Regions from separate parts of the Mus musculus genome. Here all the other regions are linked to region 4. A link is a contact called in public Hi-C data. All regions are on one chromosome and are shown on one strand. Each heading gives the region's core, a stretch centred on a gene start, on an enhancer-like site or on the middle of the called end of the contact. The rest is flanking DNA. Distances are from core to core; before and after follow the strand shown. Region 1 holds the start of Hnrnpk (heterogeneous nuclear ribonucleoprotein K). Region 2 holds the start of Cks2 (CDC28 protein kinase regulatory subunit 2). Region 3 holds the start of Hnrnpa0 (heterogeneous nuclear ribonucleoprotein A0). Region 4 holds the start of Rnf44 (ring finger protein 44).

Evidence for each region. A called contact is a pair of places that touch in the nucleus more often than the background predicts.
Region 1: a Hi-C map of B cells shows a contact between it and region 4, with 5 read pairs. The contact joins the promoter of Hnrnpk here to the promoter of Rnf44 in region 4. A contact is called at or near these places in 1 of 39 promoter capture datasets (cranial neural crest) and 3 of 484 Hi-C or Micro-C datasets (B cells, CD4 T cells and embryonic stem cells).
Region 2: a contact with region 4 is called in a Hi-C map of CD8 T cells, with 6 times the contacts expected there. The contact joins the promoter of Cks2 here to the promoter of Rnf44 in region 4. A contact is called at or near these places in 2 of 484 Hi-C or Micro-C datasets (CD4 T cells and CD8 T cells).
Region 3: a Hi-C map of double positive thymocytes shows a contact between it and region 4, with 9 times the contacts expected there. The contact joins the promoter of Hnrnpa0 here to the promoter of Rnf44 in region 4. A contact is called at or near these places in 1 of 39 promoter capture datasets (liver) and 2 of 484 Hi-C or Micro-C datasets (CD4 T cells and double positive thymocytes).

The regions. Positions count from the first base shown.
Region 1 is chr13:58,400,597-58,405,795 of GRCm38.p6, forward strand. Hnrnpk (heterogeneous nuclear ribonucleoprotein K) reads right to left here and starts at 1,916. Exons shown (of 16, transcript NM_025279.3): 1 at 1,797-1,916. Rmi1 (RecQ mediated genome instability 1) reads left to right here and starts at 2,001. Exons shown (of 3, transcript NM_028904.3): 1 at 2,001-2,193.
Region 2 is chr13:51,643,811-51,649,134 of GRCm38.p6, forward strand. Cks2 (CDC28 protein kinase regulatory subunit 2) reads left to right here and starts at 1,422. Exons shown (of 3, transcript NM_025415.3): 1 at 1,422-1,661. The coding sequence starts at 1,603. It overlaps Gm22806 (a small nucleolar RNA gene), which reads left to right and starts at 4,389; the gene lies at 4,389-4,524.
Region 3 is chr13:58,125,719-58,130,630 of GRCm38.p6, forward strand. Hnrnpa0 (heterogeneous nuclear ribonucleoprotein A0) reads right to left here and starts at 2,838. Exons shown (of 1, transcript NM_029872.1): 1 at 161-2,838. The coding sequence starts at 2,595. The coding sequence ends at 1,678.
Region 4 is chr13:54,684,945-54,690,136 of GRCm38.p6, forward strand. Rnf44 (ring finger protein 44) reads right to left here and starts at 2,864. Exons shown (of 11, transcript NM_001146026.1): 1 at 2,550-2,864.

The sequences.
Region 1 (5,199 bases), core at 666-3,165, 3.7 Mb after region 4:
ATTCCTAAAAGTGAACTGTTTTTAAAAACTATAATTGAGGAGAGACAGGCATAATGGACTTCTTTTAGACTAGATTGTCTCAATGAAGCACACCCTAACCACCTCCACCACCAGAGCCTTGCGCCCCCCCCCCCCGCAAGGGGTGTGGGGGACCAGTAATTCCGTCCTCAGCAACTTGCTTCATTTCATTACAACGGAAAAACTAGTCGACATATAATTTTGTTCACGAGACTAATTCTTGAAAAGACCACGTCTTATCACAAAACTAGTGTTATAGTAGGGCTAGTAGTAATTTTTTCCCCGCCTTTGGTCGTGACTGACAACACTAATCAATGAAATCTGCCAACTTTAAAAAACTTAGCGGCAAATACAAGGTACATTGAACTTTCAGACACAGAAATCTAAAGAACCAGATGGAAACGACCACCATTATTCAGCAAAGCCACGGAATCTTTAATCACCAACACCATTATTTTAGGCAACGTAAAAAAGGCTATTTCCCAACAATTTTACCTCTAACCCAACTCTCCAAGACTGCAACCAAACCATCACAACTGGTCCAGTTAACTCGTAGTCCTACCAAAGCCAAGGACCAACACAGGATCTTAAAGTCGAGGCATCACCCTCATGCCTTCTCCTATTCCAAAACGCCGGCAGCAAATGACGATCCCTCTGGGGACCACTTTAAATGCAGAGATCGGCCGGCCACTCCGCTAAACCCCCGGCCGCGGGGGTAAATGGATTCAGGCAAATCAGCCGGGTCTACGCACACAAACAGGCCCAGCCAGCCCTCTCGTCCCGCGGCCGCTGTTCCCACAGCGCGCTGGTGTTAACAGGTCCGCCGAGCGAGACCGACCGCGCGCGCTCGCCTCCCGCCCACGGGCCGGGCCTGGAAGCAGCGGCCAGCGACCGTCGCCGAGCGGCGAGCCTCTCCTCACCCGGATCCGACAGGAAATGGCGGCCCGCGTAATGGCGACTACGTGCGACTAGGCGGAGTCGCGCGAGACCCCCCTCCCCCACCCAGCACGCGGGCTCGCGAGCGCCCGTCCCCCGCACCTCCCCCACCACCCGAGACAAAGCCGCCGCGGCCGCCCCATCGGCCCCGCCGCGCAGCACCCCCCACCCCGGAGGTGGGGTGAGGAGGGAGGCCCACGCCGTGGAGGGACAAAGGGCGGCCGGGGCGCACACACACACACCACACCCGCGAGTCCACCGGACGGCCCGGCGCTCCCTCCACACGGGGCGCCCGCGTCGCAAACCCACAGGCCTCTCCTTCCCGGGTCCCTCAAGCCACCTAGCGCCGGCACGCCAACCGCAGGGGCACGCTCGGGGAAATGGCGGCGGTGGGGGGAGGGGAACCCGGGCAACGTTCCCCGGCGGGCCACGGCCGCCCCGAACGCCACCCCGGACAGCCGACTACGGCGTCCGACCCCGCTCCAGCCAGCGCGACCCGCCCGTCCCGCTCACCGCGCGAGTCCGCCGTTGCCTCCCGGCCGCGCCGCCTCCGACGGTCGGTCACTGCTAGACAGAGAACGAGGACAAACCCCCTCCCACTTCAGCGTCGCGCCCCATTGGCTGCCCAGGCTTCGGCGGTGGTGCGAGCGCGAAGCGATTGGCCCGTGGCCGCGTCAATTACGGCGCCGAGAACCCCGCCTTCCGCCGGCGACTCCCTTTGGGCTGGAAGGCCGCGGGCCTGAGAAAACTCGGGCATGGGGATAGCCCAAGCCGCCATCCCGGGGCGCCAACCCGCTCCGGGGACTCGCTACCCCGAAGCCCTAGCCCACCCAGATACCTACAGGCCGCAATCGAGTGGGAGACGAGCACGACGGCGACGTCCGTGCAGCGGAGAAGCAGAGGATAATGGCGTCTGCAGCGCTGTCGCCTGTAGCGCCCTCCTCCTTTCTCGTTCGCGCACTCTGTGGTGAGGGGGAGGGGAGTAGTGACAGACCTCTCGCGAGACTTCAGCGGCGCTGCTCACGTGTGCCGGGAGGGGCGACTGCGGGGGGATTTTCGAGCCCCGAGGGAGTTTGGCGCGATTGGAGGAGGGACGGTCGCCCCGTGAGCGCCCGATTGGGCGGGAAGAAGTGAAAGAGGGAAAAGAGAACCCAGCTGGGAACGGGAGAGGGAGAGCGGCGCGCGGCCCTGGGATCACGCTGCGGTGCGAGGCGAGGCGAGGCGAGGCGGGAAGGCCAGGTCGGTCGGTGCTCCGCCCGGGTTCCGCAGCTACCCGTTGTCGCGTCTCGCTCGCCCCCTCCCTCCCCGGCGCTGCGGGCTCTGCGCCCCCTCCGCGGCGCCCGGGAAACCCGCTGTGCTAACGGCTCCCCCGGCGGGGAGGGCGGGGGAGGGCTGGAAGCGGCGCCCGCTCCCAGGGAGCCCGGGGCTTACTTCCGTGTTGGGCCGGTGCGATGCAGACCCCCCGGGAACGCCGCGTAGGGAATGCCCGCGCGTCCGTGCTGCAGCGCTCCCTGGGACCCTCCCTGAGAAAGCTCGCAGGCACACTGCCCCGCCATGGCTGCCCCACCAGGGGAAGGGAGGGTCACTGCGGGTGCTCGCCTCGCTCCTCATCCTCACAGCAGAGCTCCACGGTCCCCAGACTCTGGCTGATGTCCGGATGTCAGCCTGTAGGGGTGACCTCCAGTTAGCGAGGCGTGTGTGCGAGCGCACCCTGTCCTACCTTTCCCTCGAATAATCCCAAAATGTGCACACCGGCCAGCACCCTGTAAATCGCTCCGTTACAGAGCGGTCGAGCCATCCTTTACCTAACTGACAGAAGAGACTGGGGCTTGAGGATCTGGTGAGGGGGCTCTCGTTCTGAGACAGCCTAGTGTAGCCCTGGCTGTCGTGGGATCCTGTAGATCTCCTGCCGCTGCCTCTCAAACGCTGGCATTAAAAGCGTGTGCCCCCACTCCTGGCTCAAGATTTTTCATATGGTGGTTTTTGACCCGGAGGGTCTCTCAAGAGATCCACCTGCCTCGTCCTCCCAAAGCAGGGATTAAAGGCAAGCGTAACCATGGCCAGCTAAAGTTAGTATTTCTTTTTTTCTTTTTCTTTTTTTTTTTTTTTTTTCCGAGACAGGGTTTCTCTGTGTAGTCTTGGCTGTCCTGGAACTCTGTAGACCAGGCTGGCCTCGAACTCAGAAATCCAATGCCTCTGCCTCCCAAGTGCTGGGAGTAAAAGCGTGTGCCACCACTGCCCGGCAAGTTAGTATTTCTAGTACAACATTTTTTTTTTCCGAGGCAAGGTTTCTCCGTGTAACCCTGGCTGGTCTGGAACTCAGAGATCCCCCTGTCTCTGCCTCCCGAGTGCTGAGATTATTGCCTGCATAGCCGCCTCCACCACCCCGCTAACAACTTTTTTTGTAAATGAGAAGTGGGAATCTAAAGGAAACTACAGAAATTGTCTTGACTAGTCTCTAGTGAGAAGTTGCTTCCTCAAGATTTCATGGCAGGATTGTTCTTGCGCCCACCCCCACCCCCCAGTTATACCTGTTTGTTTTCTTCTCTCACTTTTTTAGGTTTTCTCTTTGAGTAATCAAAGTGTCTTTTGTCCGTCCTTCATTTTCTATTTAGAGTTGGAGGTTTTCAATTCCTTATTAAAACCTCAGACTGTAGCTCAGTGGTGTAGCACACTGAGTGCGGAGGCCCTGGATTTGGGTGTCACAACAAAGCCCATGCCACTTTGTTTCCTTTAGTGGCTCCTGGGTAACCATTAACCTAATGCTTTAGTATCAATTTGGATTCAGTATGACTTAGCTGTGAGATTTAATATAATTTCAACAGTTCAGTAGCTGGCTGAGAAAATATTTGAAATACTGTAGGCACCATACCCCGAGTTCTGTCCTGTTTGCCACTTTGTGCTGACAATTCAATGCTTATTACAGTACTTTGAATACATTGTGGGTTTTGTTTTATGTGTGAGGGAGTTTTTTGAAAAGTAGAATAAACTATGATGGTTCATGCCTTTGATCATAGCAGCTGGGAAGCAGAGATGTGAATCTGTGAGTTCTAGGTCAGCCAGAGCTACATAGTCAAACTGTCTCAAGAAACAAACAAAACTAAGGTAAGAGGGCAGACAGGTGAGATGGAGCAGTGGGTGAAGGTGTTGGCTGCCAAGGTAAATTTCATCTCCAGGATGGGGGAAGACCAGACCTTACTCTCTTGACCTCTAACCTCCACACATGTGTATATAATGAAAAAAAGTTTTAAAAAGTATTGAGGATAGAAACCATATTCAAGATGACAGAACAGAGCTGGGTTAGAGACTCCTAAGTGGGATTTTCTCTCTAGTTTTATTTTTATTTATTTTTTCCTCAAGATAAGGGTTTCTCAGTGTACCCCTGGCTGGAACTTCTTCTGTAGACCCAGGCAGTCCTCAAACCCTGAGATTTGCTTGCCTCTGCCTTCTGAGTGCTGGGAATAAAGGCATGTGCCACCAGCCAAGCTTTGTGGCTACTTCTTATGTCAACAGTAATATAACGGTTTTATCCCTATAAAAGGTAAGGTCTATTACCTTCCCAGAACTCTAAAGTCATCTTAGTGTCTTTAACAAGTTAAAATGGTGTTAGAAGTAAGTGCTTATTTATTTATTTATTTATTTAAACATTTTGTAGTGTGACTAAGTGGGAGCCAGGGGATAACCCTGTGGGACAACCCTGTGCAGAGTTCTCTTCTACCCTATTGGACCATAGGAGTAGACTCATCGTTACATTTAGTGGCAGGTACCTTTACCTGCTAAGCCATCTTTCTTAGCCCAACTTATTTTTTAAAGGAAAATAATAGAAACATAAAATGGATATAAATCTTTGTTACTGATTTAAGATCTCAGCTATTGATTGAATGCCACATACAATATCTAGGAATGGTGTTCTATTAAAAAAATCTGAATCTGATTAAAAATTAATCATTGAGCCAAGTATGCCTAAACCTTAGTGGTAATTAGCAGAATTTTCCTACTTGGTTCTGTTTAAGTCTTAGTAGTTTTTAGAATGTAAATATGTATTAGTAGCCAAATATCAGGTACAAAGGTTAATAAAAGTATTTTTTCTTACTATAAAAGTGGTGAGGATTAAGTTTTGTAACTTTATATGTTGCTATTATGCTAAGGAAATACGAATATATTTTTCACGTCATTAAATAGTCCCTAAAAAATGTTAGAGCTGGGTGTGATGGTATATTCCTTTAATCCCAGAACTTGGGAGGC
Region 2 (5,324 bases), core at 172-2,671, 3.0 Mb before region 4:
TATAAAGTTAAGGATCACCACTTGCATCAAAGGGCTGCAGCATCAGGAAGGTTGAGAACCACTGCTTAGATAGTAATTAAAGATCTTTCAGAACAGAACTCATACCTCCATATTATTTGTGTTATAGAGTGTATGCTTACATCCTCCTATTTACATGTTGAAATTTTAATCCCACCTGTTGTCTCACGTGATAATATCGGTAGGCAATTAGCACCTTTATTATTTTAGTGCTAAAAATAACTTTAAAGTTGTGCAAGAAGTCAGACGATCTTGTGTTCTCTTTAACTGAGGGCCAAGTGAAGTCGGGAAACCTGTCGTTAAAAGATTGCAGGCACCTGATTACCCAACTCTATAAAAAAATAAAATTGTAGTTACATGCTGACTTCCGTTTTTATTATTTTAGACAGGATCACACTTTGCTATCCTACCATCTGTTAAAGATATTAGGCTGAAGCTGGACGGTGATGGGGCATCCACTTTTAATCCCAGCACTGGGGAGGCAGGGGCAGGAGGATCGCTGAGTTTGAGGCCAGCTTGGTGTACAGAGCGAGTTCCAGGATAGCCAGGGCTACACAGAGAAACTCTGTCTCAAAAACAAAACAAAACAAAACAAAACAAAAAACAGCCGGGCGGTGGTGGCGCACGCCTTTAATCCCAGCATTTGGGAGGCAGAGGCAAATGGATTTCTGAGTTCGAGGCCAGCCTGGTTTACAGAGTGAGTTCCAGGACAGCCAGAGCTACACAGGAAAAGCCAGTCTCCGAAAAAACAAAAACCAAACCAAACTAAAAAAAAAAAAGGAGGAGGGAGGGGTGTTGACCTGGCATTGGAGTACAGGGATTAAAGGTGTGGGCCAGTACGCCCAGCTGCCGTGGGTTACTTTGTTATCCTAACAGCCACACCAGAGCAATTCATCCACTGCAACAAATCGCAAAAATATTAAAAGAAAAATGACACCTGCTCATTGTAGAAAATGGTTGTTATATGTAACTTGCTGCACGAAACCACGACTTAACACCCTTTCAACTTCCTTTTACATGAGCACATCTTTTTAAGATGGGACTAGCTCGCAGCCAAGCGTAATTAGCGTTGCCATCAGGGGCAGCGGAGGGCACCTTACCCTCTGGAACGCTCCGCAGCTGGACTTCCCTGACCACAGAGACCGCCCCCCAGGCGTCTCGTGCCGCTCCGGCCCCCAGAGCCCCGGATACCTCATCTCGTGTCCGCCCACCACCCAACGGTTCTGCCCCCAGGCACGTTCTAAACCACTGCGCACGCGCTGCGAGGCACTTAACGACTCGGCTCCGCCCTTCTCAATATCTCTTGGGGTCGCCGGGCGCTCCTCGCTGAATCGTTAGCCAATCCTTACTCCCGCCCTCGCAATCTTGCAACAGGCTTCTGATTGGTTACCTGTCCTCGAGGTCTGCGCGGAGCGTGATTGGTTGGTGGCTTCGCCCAATCGGCGGAGGGCTGTCGGATTCAAATCCAGAGCGTTGGGCCTGCGGTCGTTGGCCTCATTCGAGTCGTTGCGTCGGCCCTAGGCGGACGTAGAGCCCCTTGCGCCCGGTTTCCTGATCCCGCTTACTCCTCTGCGCGCCGGCAGGATGGCCCACAAGCAGATCTACTACTCAGACAAGTACTTCGATGAGCACTACGAGTACCGGTGAGGAGCGCCTGCGGAGGAGGGCCGCGCTGGGAGGTCAGACCTGGTGGTCGGGACTCGGACCCCCTTAGAGGCCTCCGTCCGTCCGGGCAGCCTTGCTTTGTGTAGTGTTGCGGGGATCGCAGGAGATGGGGAGTCGTTAGATGGGTGGGCAGCGCCTAGTCTGGGAGTTCACGACCGCAAACCGCACTGGCCCGGACTGGCCGGGAGGGGAAGTCCCCGGAAACGCACCCGACGGGCATTATCGAGTGTCTGATGGGTAACGGCTCCAGACGCTGTAACACGGGGCGTTGTTAAAGGGCTTCAAGATCAAATTGAAAACTCGAGATTGCCTTCGGAAGGATTGGGGTGGTGGTGGCTACGTTACCTTCAACTGCTAGTCCATATTGGCCACGTTTGGGGCTTTTGAGGAAGTTTTGAGTTTTAAATCCTGAGATGCGCAGGAAGGTAGTACCTACGTTAATATAATTAGCAAATGGGATTGTGGAAAGTAAGGGAGGATTGTAGTTAACTTTATTGTATCCCTTATGACTTGGGGTGTGGTTTCAAAGGCCTTTCCGTCGCTGGGTTCTTCTGGGTTGGGATTAGAGCGTTGCATTCTGGGACACAGTCAAGGACTCCAGGTGGGTAAAACCTGTTCCTCCCTTGGGCAAATAGTGACCTTGTTTTCTGTTTGCTGCCCTTTTAGGTTAGTGTCCAGAATGCTGTTTGAGGGATGAGACACTTTTTAAAAGAGTGGCTTCACCGCCCCACCCCCCATTCTCTCAGTCCGCTAGTGTAGAAGTCTTCACAGCCAGAAAACTTTTTCCAGGCTGTTTGACGATGCACTAATGCTATAAACTTGAATGTTCTTAAGTAGGGAAGTCTCATGGGTTTTTTTTTTCCCCCTTACTAAAAAATTTAAATACATAACAGTCTTTACATAGTAATTACAAACTTCACAATGGTAACCATGTGATAATTGGCTTAATATTTGGTCGTTATAGTAACTCAGAACTTGGTTTGGAAATATCCAAAAATGACCGAAAGTAATTGTACTGTCTTTCTAAATTAGGCAAATAATTATTTGGATGGAAATGTTTAGCATATGGGTTTATATACATTTCTTTAGTTGTCAAAGTGAGATAGTTTTAGTTTCTAAACTTGGAGTATATAAGTTGTGCGTGTTTTGGGGAGCAACTGCTGGTCTGTCTTAAGTATTTTACTCCAATATAAAGTAGGAGCTAGTTTATTACCCACTGGAATCCAGAGGTCAAAAAAAGTGTTTTATTTTGAAACATGAAGTGTTTAAGCTTGCTGTTCTGCCTTAGCAGTTGCTGAGATGGTGGGTGTGTTGCCACACTAGCTTGAGCTTAACTGACCAACCTTTACAAAAGAATTAGAGAGGTGCTCTTGACAGGGACTGTGTACTGGTGATATGACACAGAGGTGTGAGTCTAGGGTGTTTTGTTTATAGTAGAACTATGTGTGTTGGATAAAGTTCAAAACTTAGTGATTTTGTGAAGGGGTGATTACTAGGAACAGAGTAGACTGCTCCTCAAATATCATGGGAGTCCTTTTGGGCATTTTTGAGGGAGTCTCCATAACCCAGGGTGTCCTGGAACTCCATGTAGACAGCTCTAGCTGCATCTGCCTTACTAGTCCGGGGAGGGACCTGTGTGTCATCAGGCCCAGCCTGTCCTTACAGAAATAAAATGGAGGATTTCTTTGCACTTGAGTCATATATTGCACTTTTTGTATTCCAACAAAAACTGGGTTCTGAGAATAGTTTTCCTGGTACATGATCAGTAGTAATATACAAATAAAATCATGTACATTATAAATGACCCCATATGAAGTGCAGCCTCTTGACATGACTTATCAGGTAGGAGATACTTGAGGCTCCTTGTATCTGAATGCCTTGTAGAGACAGTACTGTTTGTGAAAGCTAATTGACAAGCATAATGTCTGTCACTTAAGGCATATCAGTGGCCGGGCGGTAGTGGTGGTGCACGCCTTTAATCCCAGCACTTGGGAGGCAGGGGTAGGCAGATTTCTGAGTTCAAGGCCACCCTGATCCCAGAGTGAGTTCCAGGACAGCCAGGACTATACAGAGAAACCCTGTCTCAAAAAAAAAAAAAAAAAAAAACGGGGAAAAAAACCCCAGAAACAACAACAAAGACTGATATCAGTGGAAAGATAAGGTCATGGGTTATTTTGTACAGTCTTGATTATTGGAAGTCTCTCTGAACTCAAATAGGTGCCCTGAAACTTGGCAATCCTTCCTTCCTCCACTATGATATATAGCAGCAAAGCAGTAACAGTAACAAAAACATTAAGCAGTATTTCAAGAATGAGTGGTAACTTGTGTGGGTAAGAATATTTATTTAATATGTGCCTGGAAATGGCAGTGATGGCACGTAGTCATCGGCCTTGTGGTAAAGCTGGTTAAGGATTATCTGCGCTCAAATCCACAGCTTAAAACCTGTTATGGGCAGTTTGGTGCTTAGAGTGGACTATGGACTGCACTATCCCAATTCCAAAAGTCCAGAGCTGAATTTGCACCTCCATCTCAGACTTGACTTATACTGGTCAAAAAATGTTAATTGCTAACTTTGTGTAAAGTTAAAACCAGGGGTAATTAAAGTGAGGCTGAAATTTAGAGATACTTTGTGGTGACAATGCTTTATGCAGGCTAGGGTACAAATTTGCTTGTGTATATATGTGTTAAAATTGTGTTTGTTTGTTTTGGCCCTGAATCAAGGCCGCAGTTTACTGAAGCTGTTGGTTTCAAGCAGGAGCCTAAAGAAATATCTTTCTATGGTCTGTTGGCCATTGCAGAAATTTGTAAGTCTAATGGTCAATTCATTAGAAAGAAACACCTGGATGGATGTTGTACCCAATTCTGTAATTGTAGCACTTGGGAGCCTAAGGCAAAAAGATAGTTTGAGGCCAGTTTCCACTGCAGCATGATAAGGAGTGGGGGCGGGTCTCAAAGAAACAGCTGAGTCATTAGTGATAGATATGGCTAAGTCTCCATGAGATTCTAAGATTTCTGTATAATACTTATACATTACTGGTTTAGCTTAATTGTTCATTAAATTATATGTTAGATCCATTAGTAGGAAAAAAAGATTACTGGGGGGTGGGGGGGAGCCCGGTGTGGTGGCGCACGCCTTTAATCCCAGCACAGAGGCAGGCGTATTTCTGAATTCGAGGCCAGCCTAGTCTACAAAGTGAGTTCCAGGACAGCCAGGGCTATACAGAGAAACCCTGTCTTTGGGGGGAAAAAAAGATTAGTGTGGGTTTTCCACAGAAAGGAAAAATTGTGTTGATAATGGCTTGATACTAAAGACTTAAGTGCTTCCTAACGTTCTGGAAATGCACTTTACTGGGAAACCAACGGTCACATGAAGTTCCAAAGGCATATTTTTGCTTTTAATTTGGAGCGTGAAGCAAACTGGAATATATACAAGTACTACAGATTTAGTATTGAATAACAGGGAACACATTAACTTAGTTTGGTTCCCCCCCCTCCAAGCCCCAGTACTAAAAGTTTAGTAATCTCAGGTTGAGGTGACAACTAATTCTGGGACTAGGCTCCTTACTCTTACATATAAGTTACATATAACTCCCTTTTAGACTGCCTCTGACTTTCTCTTGCTGTTCTAGCTATCCTAATAC
Region 3 (4,912 bases), core at 1,588-4,087, 3.4 Mb after region 4:
TTTAAAAGGTAAAAAGAAAAATCTTTTCTGAAAAGCTTGATGCCATTAGGCTTTAGGCTTCCAAAATCCGAGTCAAATTTTTACCATCTCGTCAAACCCAGTAAGATAGCAGGTACTCTGAGCCCACCCACCAGGTTATACATACTCTCACTCAATCATGTAAGAATTGAATTCTTTATTTGTGATATCCATAAACGTTGCTATTCTATGTTTCTATCCAGGAAGGCATTTTCTTCTATTATCAGTTTTTGTTTTTTTTTTATAAACAACAACTTGAATTCTATTGCATGAAGGGCTACAAATACACGTTAACCAAGCAGAATACAGATATTTTGTTTTACAACTTGCACCTAAAACCCCAGTACACACAGCTGCTTCAGTAGCTACCGGAGCAGTTTGGGGCTACTGCCCAAGCTATGCATAGCAGTTTACATGTTCAAATCTCACGTAGAAAAAGTGACTGATGCGGGCTGTTAACTACACTCCCGGGAAGCCCGTCTCAGCTACAAGTAAATGTGGACCTTTCAAGTCTGCAGAATTCTGATGGCAAACTGCTAAATCTGATGAAATTGTCCTGAACAAGTAAGTTGGGTTTTTCTTAACCAACCGTCTTGCAGCTATACTGCCACTCTACCAGCAGATGGTGCTACATCCGTTGGACTTAAAAGAGGACAAAGTTCAGACTTAGGGAAGAAACGCTTTTTTTAAACCTGCTCTGAAAATACATTTAAAAAAAACTCATTTAGTGTTAGGGTAAAATAGAACCCTTATTTGTAACCATTCATTACAGACAAACCAATAAGGAAGAAACTAGGTCACCTAAAAAAGTTTTAAACAGTTTATATGAATGAGAACACATGCTTTAAACACAAACTATTTTTTTTAAACTACACAGTACATGTTTTGAAGTAAATTCTCATAGAAAGAACCAACCATGTCAAGATGATAAGCAAATCGCTTATTACAAAGAGATGGATGCACAGGACTAAACAGCCACATCCACCACTTCAGAAAGATTTTGTCTGTAAAAGGTAAATTCAACATCACTAACTGGGCAAACAGGAAGGGGAAAAAAAAAAAAAAAGAGCCCACAAGACCTCCTTTAAGCGTCTCGAAGTACACATCAAAACCTAACAAAAATATCCTTTAAAACGGTAAGGAGTGGATCCTAGGAAAAAAAAAATGTTAGACATGTACGGTCAAACACAATGATTTATTAAAAATAAAACGTAAAAATGATTTTTGTACATATGCTTCCAAATTCCAGGCATGGGATCCAAGTAGGTTTCATAGAAAACGCTGTAGCCAGGTATCAAGTCCTTACAACAAAGTAAACTACCCTCCCGCCCAACCCCCACCCAGGTGTTGCTACAGAATCAGCAAGTTCACTCCCGCCCGCCCACCCGCCCCCCCAAAAAACACAAATTAAAACAAGACATTTTTTTGCTAGTATAAAAACGACCAAGGTCCAAGTAATAATAAAAAAATAGAGTCCATCAATGACTGTAACACAAAAATGTGTGTGTGTGGGGCCGAGTCCACCTTCAGGGGGGGTAACGGGCAGGCAAGCGGGGGGTGTCGTGCCCCCCAGGGTGAGCGGCTTCCCCCGAGGGCACCTGGGGCGGGCGCGGAGGGCGACGATGGCCGCGCCCGCCGCCGGCATCCGGAACCCGGCTTCTAGAACGAGCCTCCGCCGTAGCCGCCGCCGTAGCCGCCTCTGTACGGTCCACTGTTGCTGCGGCCGCCCCAGCTGCCGCCGCCGCCGCCGCCTCCGCCGCTCTTCATCGGCCCGTACGAGGACTGGTGCTGGCTGTAGCTGCCGAAGCCGCCGAAGCCGTTGCCGTAGTCGCTGCCGCCGTATGAGCCGCCGCCGCCGCCACCGCCCCCGTAGGCGCCGTAGCCCCCGTAGCCGCCGTAGCTGTTGTAGCCGCCGCCGCCGCCACCGCCGCCCTTGGCCAGCCCGTTCTGGTCTCGGCCGCCGCCGCCGCCTCCGCCGCCGCGGCCCCGGCCTCCGCCGCGCCCGCCCCGGGCCGCCCGCGCACCCCCGCCGCCCGCGTGGATATCCTCCTTGGGCACCGCCTTCTTCACCTCCACGCGGTGGCCCTGGATCGGGTGGAACTTGACCACCGCGGCCTTGTCGGCCGCGTCGTGGCTCTGGAAGTAGACGAAGCCGAAGCCGCGCTTCTTGCCCGACTGCTTGTCGGCAATGATCTCCGCCTTCTCCACCGCGCCGAACTGCGAGAAGTGCTCGATCAGGTCGCCCTCCGCCACGTCGCCCTTGAGGCCGCCCACGAACAGCTTCTTCACCTTGGCGTGCGCCCCGGGCCGCGCCGAATCCTCCCGCGACACGGCGCGCTTCAGCTCCACCGTGTTGCCGTCCACCGCGTGCGGCGACGCGGCCATGGCGGCATCCGCCTCCTCCACGTTCGAGTAGGTCACGAAGCCGAAGCAGCGGGAGCGCTTCGTCTGGGGGTTCACCACCACCACGCAGTCCGTCAGCGTCCCGAAGGCCTCGAAGTGGCCGCGCAGCCCCGACTCACTCGTCTGCACATTGAGGCCGCCGATGAACAGCTTACAGAGCTGCGAGTTCTCCATGTCGGCCGCCCGGGCCCTGCCCCCGCCCTGCGCGCTCCGCCGCGTCGCCGTCGCCCGTTAGCGGTCGCCGAGGCCTCGTCCGAGCCCGGGCCCGGCCGCCGCCGCCACCGCCGGCGGGGAAGGGGCGGGAGGGGGAGGGAAGGGGCGCGCTGCCGGCCCGAGGGCGAGCCGAGGACGCTGGAACCCGACCGGGGCCGCCGCGGCCGCCACCTCCGCTCCCCTATCGGGACACCACACAAAGAGGCCGCTGAAGGCGCGCGCACCCTCCCCGCGCGGTGCGTCACAAGCGACGCCGGGACGCCGGCCAATCGCCTGGCCGCTCGCCTTGGTCCCGCCCACCGCGCCGCAGCGCCGCTCTCGGTCGCGGCCTCCCCGCCCTCCGCGGTTTCCCCACCACCCCGGTCCGGGCCTGGGGCTCCTCGGCGACCGCCGCTCCTTCCGCCTCCGCGCTCGCACTCGACGCGGGGCCGCGGGGCCGCGGGGCCCGGGAGACCGCCCGCCAGAGCCCTCCGCGCGTCTCCGTGGAGCGTTTCCTGGCGACCGCGCGGCTGTTCCCGCAGTCGTCCCTCCCTCCCTCCCCTCGCCGGATGCCCAGGCCCAGCTCCGCAGTGGCGTTCGCGCCAGCCCCTTGAGGGACGTGACCTGCCGGCCAATCAGCGGCTGCTCCTCAGACCCACTTCCGTTTTCCGCTGCCGCGGGACGGGCGCGCTCCTCTCGAGCACTGGCCCGGCGCCTCCCGTGCGGAACCCTCTGTCGCCCGCACGCTTCGTCCTCGCGGGAATTCTGGCCGTTCCCAACGGATCAGCCCGGGTGGCCCCCGCGCGGACTTTTTAAAAACTTGACTGTTGGGGGCCGGCCCGCACCCGGCGTCGGCTCCCCTAGGGGCGGCACAAAGATGGAGGGCCTCGGCCTGACCCCAAGGCGGTTATTGGCCGTTTACGGTGGGCTGGTGGCTCCATTAATCCAATGCGACTCTTGCCCCGTGCCACTCTGCCCGCCGAAGCAAGCCCATGAGAGGGAACACCACCAAAGCCCTTGAGACCGGGTAACCCAGACCAGGCCCGAGCCAGGCCTGCGGTAGCCGCTGGCGATGCTCCGCCCTGTGAACTCAGCAGCGAGCTCCTGCGGACATGTTCCTTGCGAGCCACGCAGGATTTATTCGGCCCCATCCTTACACTGCTAGCCTTGAGCCAGGCTGACCTCGAACTCCCAAGCACTAGATTATAAGCATGCCCTATGAGATTTCCTATTTTTATTGCCTTCTCACCGCCATCCCAACTGTGGTTTGGGAATTAAACCCAGGGGACTTAACTAGAGTTGGAGCAGTGTCCCCCGACACGTCCTATCCCCATTCTGTCCCGTTACTTCTCATCTCCCTCATCTGGTGCACCCCTGTGACCTGCAGCCAGCAGCTTCTACTGGGCTGCCAGCTTCGTGAATATGAACAGCCATTTTGCCAACTTTATCCATATAACTAGATTTTAAAAAAAAACTGTCAGGGACTGTGCTTAGTGTTCACGGATAAGATCTCAATTTCTACAGTGTCTTAGGGTTGTAGAAATAAGGCAAGCTGGGAAGGAACGGCCTTATTTGGTTTACATTTCCAGATCATAGTCCATCACTGGAGGAAGTCAGGACAGGAACTCAAACAGGACTGGAACCTGGAGGCAAGAGCTGATAGAGGCTGTGGAGGGGTGCTGCTTGCTAGCTTCTAGCTTCACAGGGCTTGCTTCTCCGACTGCTTTAGTATAGCACACAGGATCATAAAGGATGGCCCTCACCACCCACAATGAGCTAGGCCCTGCCCCACTGATCACCAATTGAGAAAATGCCCTCCAGCTGAATCTCATGGCATTTCCTCAACTGAAGTCCTGTTCTCTCTGATGACTCTACCTTCTGTCAAGTTGATACACATAACCAGCCAGTGCATACAAGAGAAATGTGGGTTGGTTGGTTGGTTTTTCCATTTTAAAATGAACTACATGACTGAAGAGATGGCTCAGTAGTTAACAGCACTTGCAGCTTCCAGGGGACCTGAGTTCTGGTCAGTTCCCAGCACCCAGGTCAGGGCTTCGGTCTAACTGAAGCTCTGGCCTCCACGGGCACCTGCATTCATGTGCACATGCAGACACACACACACCTACACATAATTTTTAAAACATTTTAATTTTTTTAAGATTTATTTTATGTGAGTATACTGTAGATATCTTCAGACACACCAGAAGAGGGTATCAGGTCTTACTACAGATGGTTGTGAGCTACCATGTGATTACTGGAAATTGAACTCAGGACCTCTGGAAGAGCAGTCAGTTTGTTT
Region 4 (5,192 bases), core at 1,614-4,113:
GCCCACTCGGGTGTGACCCCACAACTAAGGAAAGCTTTTAGCAGGCTTGGGAGAACAGACTCACTGTCCCAGGTTCCACATGTCAAAGCTAGGAAATGGGTGGCTTCAAGCCTGTCTCTACAGCCTGGTGCTCACAGAGGAGGGTATCTCAAGGCTCCACAGAGACTAGGAAGAAGCTTTCAGCTGGCAGCATGCACGGCCTGGTACACACCCATGTCTTGTAACCCCAGAGCAGGTCCAACCTCAGGCTTCTGCAACTAACTCAGTCAGGATGAAGCCTTGGCAAGGAACACGCTGAAACCCATCAGGCCCTGCAACACTGAAGAGTGTATCACACTGGACTAGCCAGCCTTGTGCCACAAGGTGGTCTTTTCACTCTTTCTCAGCCAACAAACCTATGGTCATCTGATGTCCAGTTTCAAATGCTGCCCCCTGCTGACACAGCAAGGGAGGGCAGTTCCAGTTAAGCACCTCAGCTGGTCCTGCAAAGGTCAGAACCATTTCCTCTACCCAGGACTCGCCAAGTTTGGGCCCCAATTCTCCAAGTCTGCAGGGAAGAATGCTTCCTCCACATTCCCCAACAGTGCCTGGCCTCAGCCACAGACCTGGGGTATACCAGCTGGATTCACTGCTGTTACTGACCGGCTCAGGCACTCAGCAGGAGTGGGATTCAACTGAAGAAGCCTCAATGACAGGGTGTTGTCAGAGTAAACAATGGGAGGTTATAATCACTCCCCCCAAATCTTAGTCTCTGAAATGAGGCTAAAGCATACAGGAATGGATGGATGGATGGACACACACACACACACACACACAACCCAACTGCATTTGCTCTCCCTCCTCAGTCAGAAAATGGGCCTTCTCTCCAAGATACCCTGACACATAGGCCCCCACTTTTGAGATTCCAGGTCAGGGAAAACTCAAATACCTGAAACAAGATGCCTGGCCTATCCCAACCCAGCAGACAGAAGGACATCTAGTGGGAAGCAATGGAGCCAAAGGTAACAGCATCACCCCCAACTTCTTGCCAGGGTCTTAGGCCCATCACTTCCTCTCCTTGAACTTCAGATTCCTCCTCTGTAAAAATGGGAACCTAAGAACGATCTCTCAGGGACCCATCAAAGGCTACTTTAAAGGGAAGAGAAGAGGCAGCCTTAAGTGAAGGCCAGCTGTGGTGTGAATGGTTGGCCTCCTCCTGCACCCCTACCCTAGGTAGACACAAGTCCCTAAGCGCTAAAGGAGGCACGAGCATGGTGTCCAGCAGTGTACCTGAGGAACAGAAAGGTGGTTCTTTAACTCCTGCCAGAAACTAAAGTGGTAAAGAGGGGACACACCCATTTCAGTTACTGAAACCCCAAGGACTTGTTCTAGACCACGGGGAACACAATTGGTCCTCCTGGCTGGTTCCCTAGACCCAAAGCCCCAGTAGTCTCAATGACAGTGGTCGGAGGGAAAACTACAGAGTACTTCAGGAGCCACGTGTGAGATGTAGTATCTTTATGCGTGAGTAGTGTCCCAGAGACGCAAGAGTGACTGAGCTGGACCAATCAACACACTCAAGGTCAACCAGCACCACTGCTTTCCCACACCTCTCTTCACTGTACTGCTCTCTATCCATAAAGTTTGTGTAAACTCCCCTAAGTCTATCTCTTGTCCCCATGGGTCCACAACCCCGCCAGCCAAGTACAGAGTCCCAAGCACACATTCTAACCCTTGAGTAGAGTCGAATAGGGTCGGTTTGCAGAAAGATTCACTCCCTCTAGCAGACGAGCAGGCTTAGGTGGGAATACAAGTTCCCCTACCCTACATGCTCGCCGTACCTCCCTCTAAGTAGGAGCTTCCCAACTCCCACAAAGGCCGAGGAGGCGATTTAGGGCGGAACCACCACACCTTGGCCAGCTTAGACTCCCTGGGTGACCTTGGTTAAAGAACCCCTTTAGTTTCGGCTAAGCCTTATTAACAATAGAGACTGAAATCTCCCCAGGGCGCCCCTAAAAAAGCCACAGACAAGAAACTAGGTGTTCACATTATGGGGAAGGAAAACAAAGTCCCAGAGGATAAGGCTCCTCCCCAAAGCAGGCCGTGGGGCTCCAGCAGTTTTCCAAAGCTACCCCTCCTTGGGGATGGGACCGAAGCTCGTACACCTGTCTCAGGAGGGGCCTCCGTTGTTCCCCTTACTCCGTAATGCCGCACTCGGAGGAACACTGAGGGGAAAAGGCAGGCAGCACCGCTGGGGCTAGAGCGCTGTGACTTTAAGAGCCGAGGATCCCGGACCATGTGCTCGGCGTGAGACAAAAGCAACAACAAAGGAAGTGGCGGCTGCAGGGGGAGGGGTTGGCTCCTTCCCCTCCACCGCAGCGCTCTGCAAGGCAGAAGAGCGGCCCGGACTAGGTAGCCGCAGGCAGCACCTGGCCCGGGGGCCCCGCCGCCGTCTCCCACCACTCCCTCAGCCCGGGATCGACGCCTACGAGGCCGGCAAACAACGCGTCCCCGAGGGAGCCGTAGTTCCGGGGTGCGGGTCCGAAGTTAAGAGGCCCGGCCCGACTCACCGGCAGCCGTCCGACCACACGCGGGCTCCTTTGTTCGCGATGCGGGGTGCGGACGGTGAAGCGCCCGCTCCTTCGCGAGCCTGCTCTGTCTTCCGCCTCCCCAGCCCGGGCCCGAGAGAAGGGCGGCGCAGGACGCAGCTGTGCTCTCCGGCGGGCTGGCCCTTTAAGAACTGTCCGCGGCGGCCGGATGGAACCAGCCCCACGTTTTGATTCACAACATTCGGATCGGCGGGGGCGCGCAGCGCGGGAGGCGGCTCGCGGGGGCGCGCCAGGACGCGCAAGCAAACAGTAGCGGCAAGAGCGGACACCCGCCCCGCCCCGCAGGCCCCGCCCCGCAGGCCCCGCCCCGCGCCGCGCGTCGGCCAATCGCGTCCTGCGGGCGGCACGTGACTAGCGGGTCGCCATCTTGAAAGGCTGGCTAAAAAAGCCTCTTCGCCCCCACCTCATACTTCAAAGCCCACAAGGCCGAGTCGCAGGTGATGAGCGGTGCGAGCCCAGGTACGGGGACCGTGGCACGCACTAACAGGTCAAGGTTACCTTCTTAGGGCCGCGGCCTCTGTGGGGCACGCAGCCTCTCACGCAGCCGAGGTGAGAGGACCGCTCTTAGCTCGGCAAGCACACTTCCCGGAGATGACGTCACCACAAGCCCGGCAGGCCTGCGATGACCTCATAGCTCACCTCGCCTCTCTACTCGCTCGCTTTCTGTTCCGTTAGACGGCGCCTTTAAACAGCTGGGACAACCCAGGGCTGAAGAGACCAATGACTGAGGAGCCATGCAAATGATTTAACGTCTCCTGGGTAGGGGGATTGGTCTTGCGCGTGCTGACGTCACAGAAACATCTCGGCACCCCGCCCCTAGCGCGGCCCGGGAAAAGGGGTGGAGAGGCTCTAGTTCAGCTGAAGTGGGAAGAGTTGGGATCTCCTGAACCAGGCCCAGGGAGGTTTCTGCAGTTTAGTTCTCTAAGCTTCTCAACGACTGAGAGCCTAGGGATCAGGACAAGCAAGCCACTGTACCGGAAAGAAGAGTCACTCCTCCAGGACCGGCGGATCAATAGTTCGAGAACAGCCTGGTCTACATAGCTACAGAGACCTTGTCTTCAAAATACAAGCAACAAAAATATCACACACCCAGATAGTAACACAGCTGAGGCGAGAGAGGGGGCAGACGTCGGTGTCCCCTTAGGATGCCCCCCCCCCCCCCGGCCAGGCAAACATACAAAGTGGGGTATGGTGTGTCTGCATCGATTATATAAGCAGAACATCACCATTACCTAAAGCACTCATGTCTACTAGGCCGGTCTGTAGTAACTGGACTACTACAGAGTCCACCAACCCAGAACAGGATGTCAGTAGAAAATGGCAACATTTGTTAAACCTCTGTGGCTACAGATGGGTGACACTCTGTACTTTGTGGATGCATCCCATAATCCCAAATATTTAAAAAACAAACCAATTTACTAACAAGGTGTAACAATATTATCAATTTCAACTGAATATTGTATCAGCATACAGTGGGAAGTGATTTGGGAAAAGACACAGGAATTCTCATTAGGGTGCACCTGTTCAGGAGGGCAGATTTGTTTTTTGAGACAGGGTTTCTCTGTATAGCCCTGGCTGGCCTCAGAAATCCACCTGCCTCTGCCTCCCAAGTGCTGGGATTATGCCACCACTGCCCAGCAAGGAGGGCAGATTTTTAAATTTTTCTTTGTATTACTATTGTTTTTGTGTGCTTATAAACATAATCTCCTCTATCTCAGGCAGCCTCAACTCTTGATCCTCTTCCCAAGTGCTGAGATTACAGGCATTATACCACCACTCCTAGTTTAAATTTTTTTAATTTGGTAACTGTGTATTTGCTTTTAAAAATTCTAGACAGAGGGCTGGAGAGATGGCTCAGCGATTAAGAGCACTAGTTACTATTCCAGAGAACCAGGGTTCATTTCCCAGCACCCACAGGGCAGTTTACAACTGTCTGTAGCTCCAAGGAATCTGACACCCTCACACAGACATACATGCAGGCAAAACACCAATACACATAAAATTCTATTCAAAAAAATTCTAGCCGGGCGTGGTGGTGCACACCCTTAATCCCAGTACTTCGGAGGCAGAGGCAGATGGATTTCTGAGGCCAGCCTGGTCTACAAATTGAGTTCCAGGACAGCCAGGGCTATACACAGAAACCCTGTCTCAAAAAACAAACAAACAAAAAATTCTAGACAAAACTGGGTGTAGTGGCCGATGCCTTTAATCCCAGAAACTGGGAAAGGCAGGTGGCCTCTGAGTTAGAGGCCACCCTGATCTACAGACTGGACAGCTAGGGCTACACAGGAATCTTGTCTCAAAATACAAATTCTAGACAGTACAACCCACTGAATAAAATTGCCAAAACCTATAAAACAATATATCTTAGGCTTATTTTTAAAGGACTTTATCATTTTATGTATATGTATGAGGGTGTGTCTGCCTATATGTTTGTACAACTCACAGGCAATGCTTGTAAGGGCCAGAATATATCATTGGACCCCTGAGAACTAGAGTTAAAGACAGCTTAAATCAACTGATATAGATGCTTGGAATCGAACCCTGGTCCTCTGGAAAAGCAGCAAGTGCTCTTAACTGCTGAACTACCTCTCCAGTCCTTTA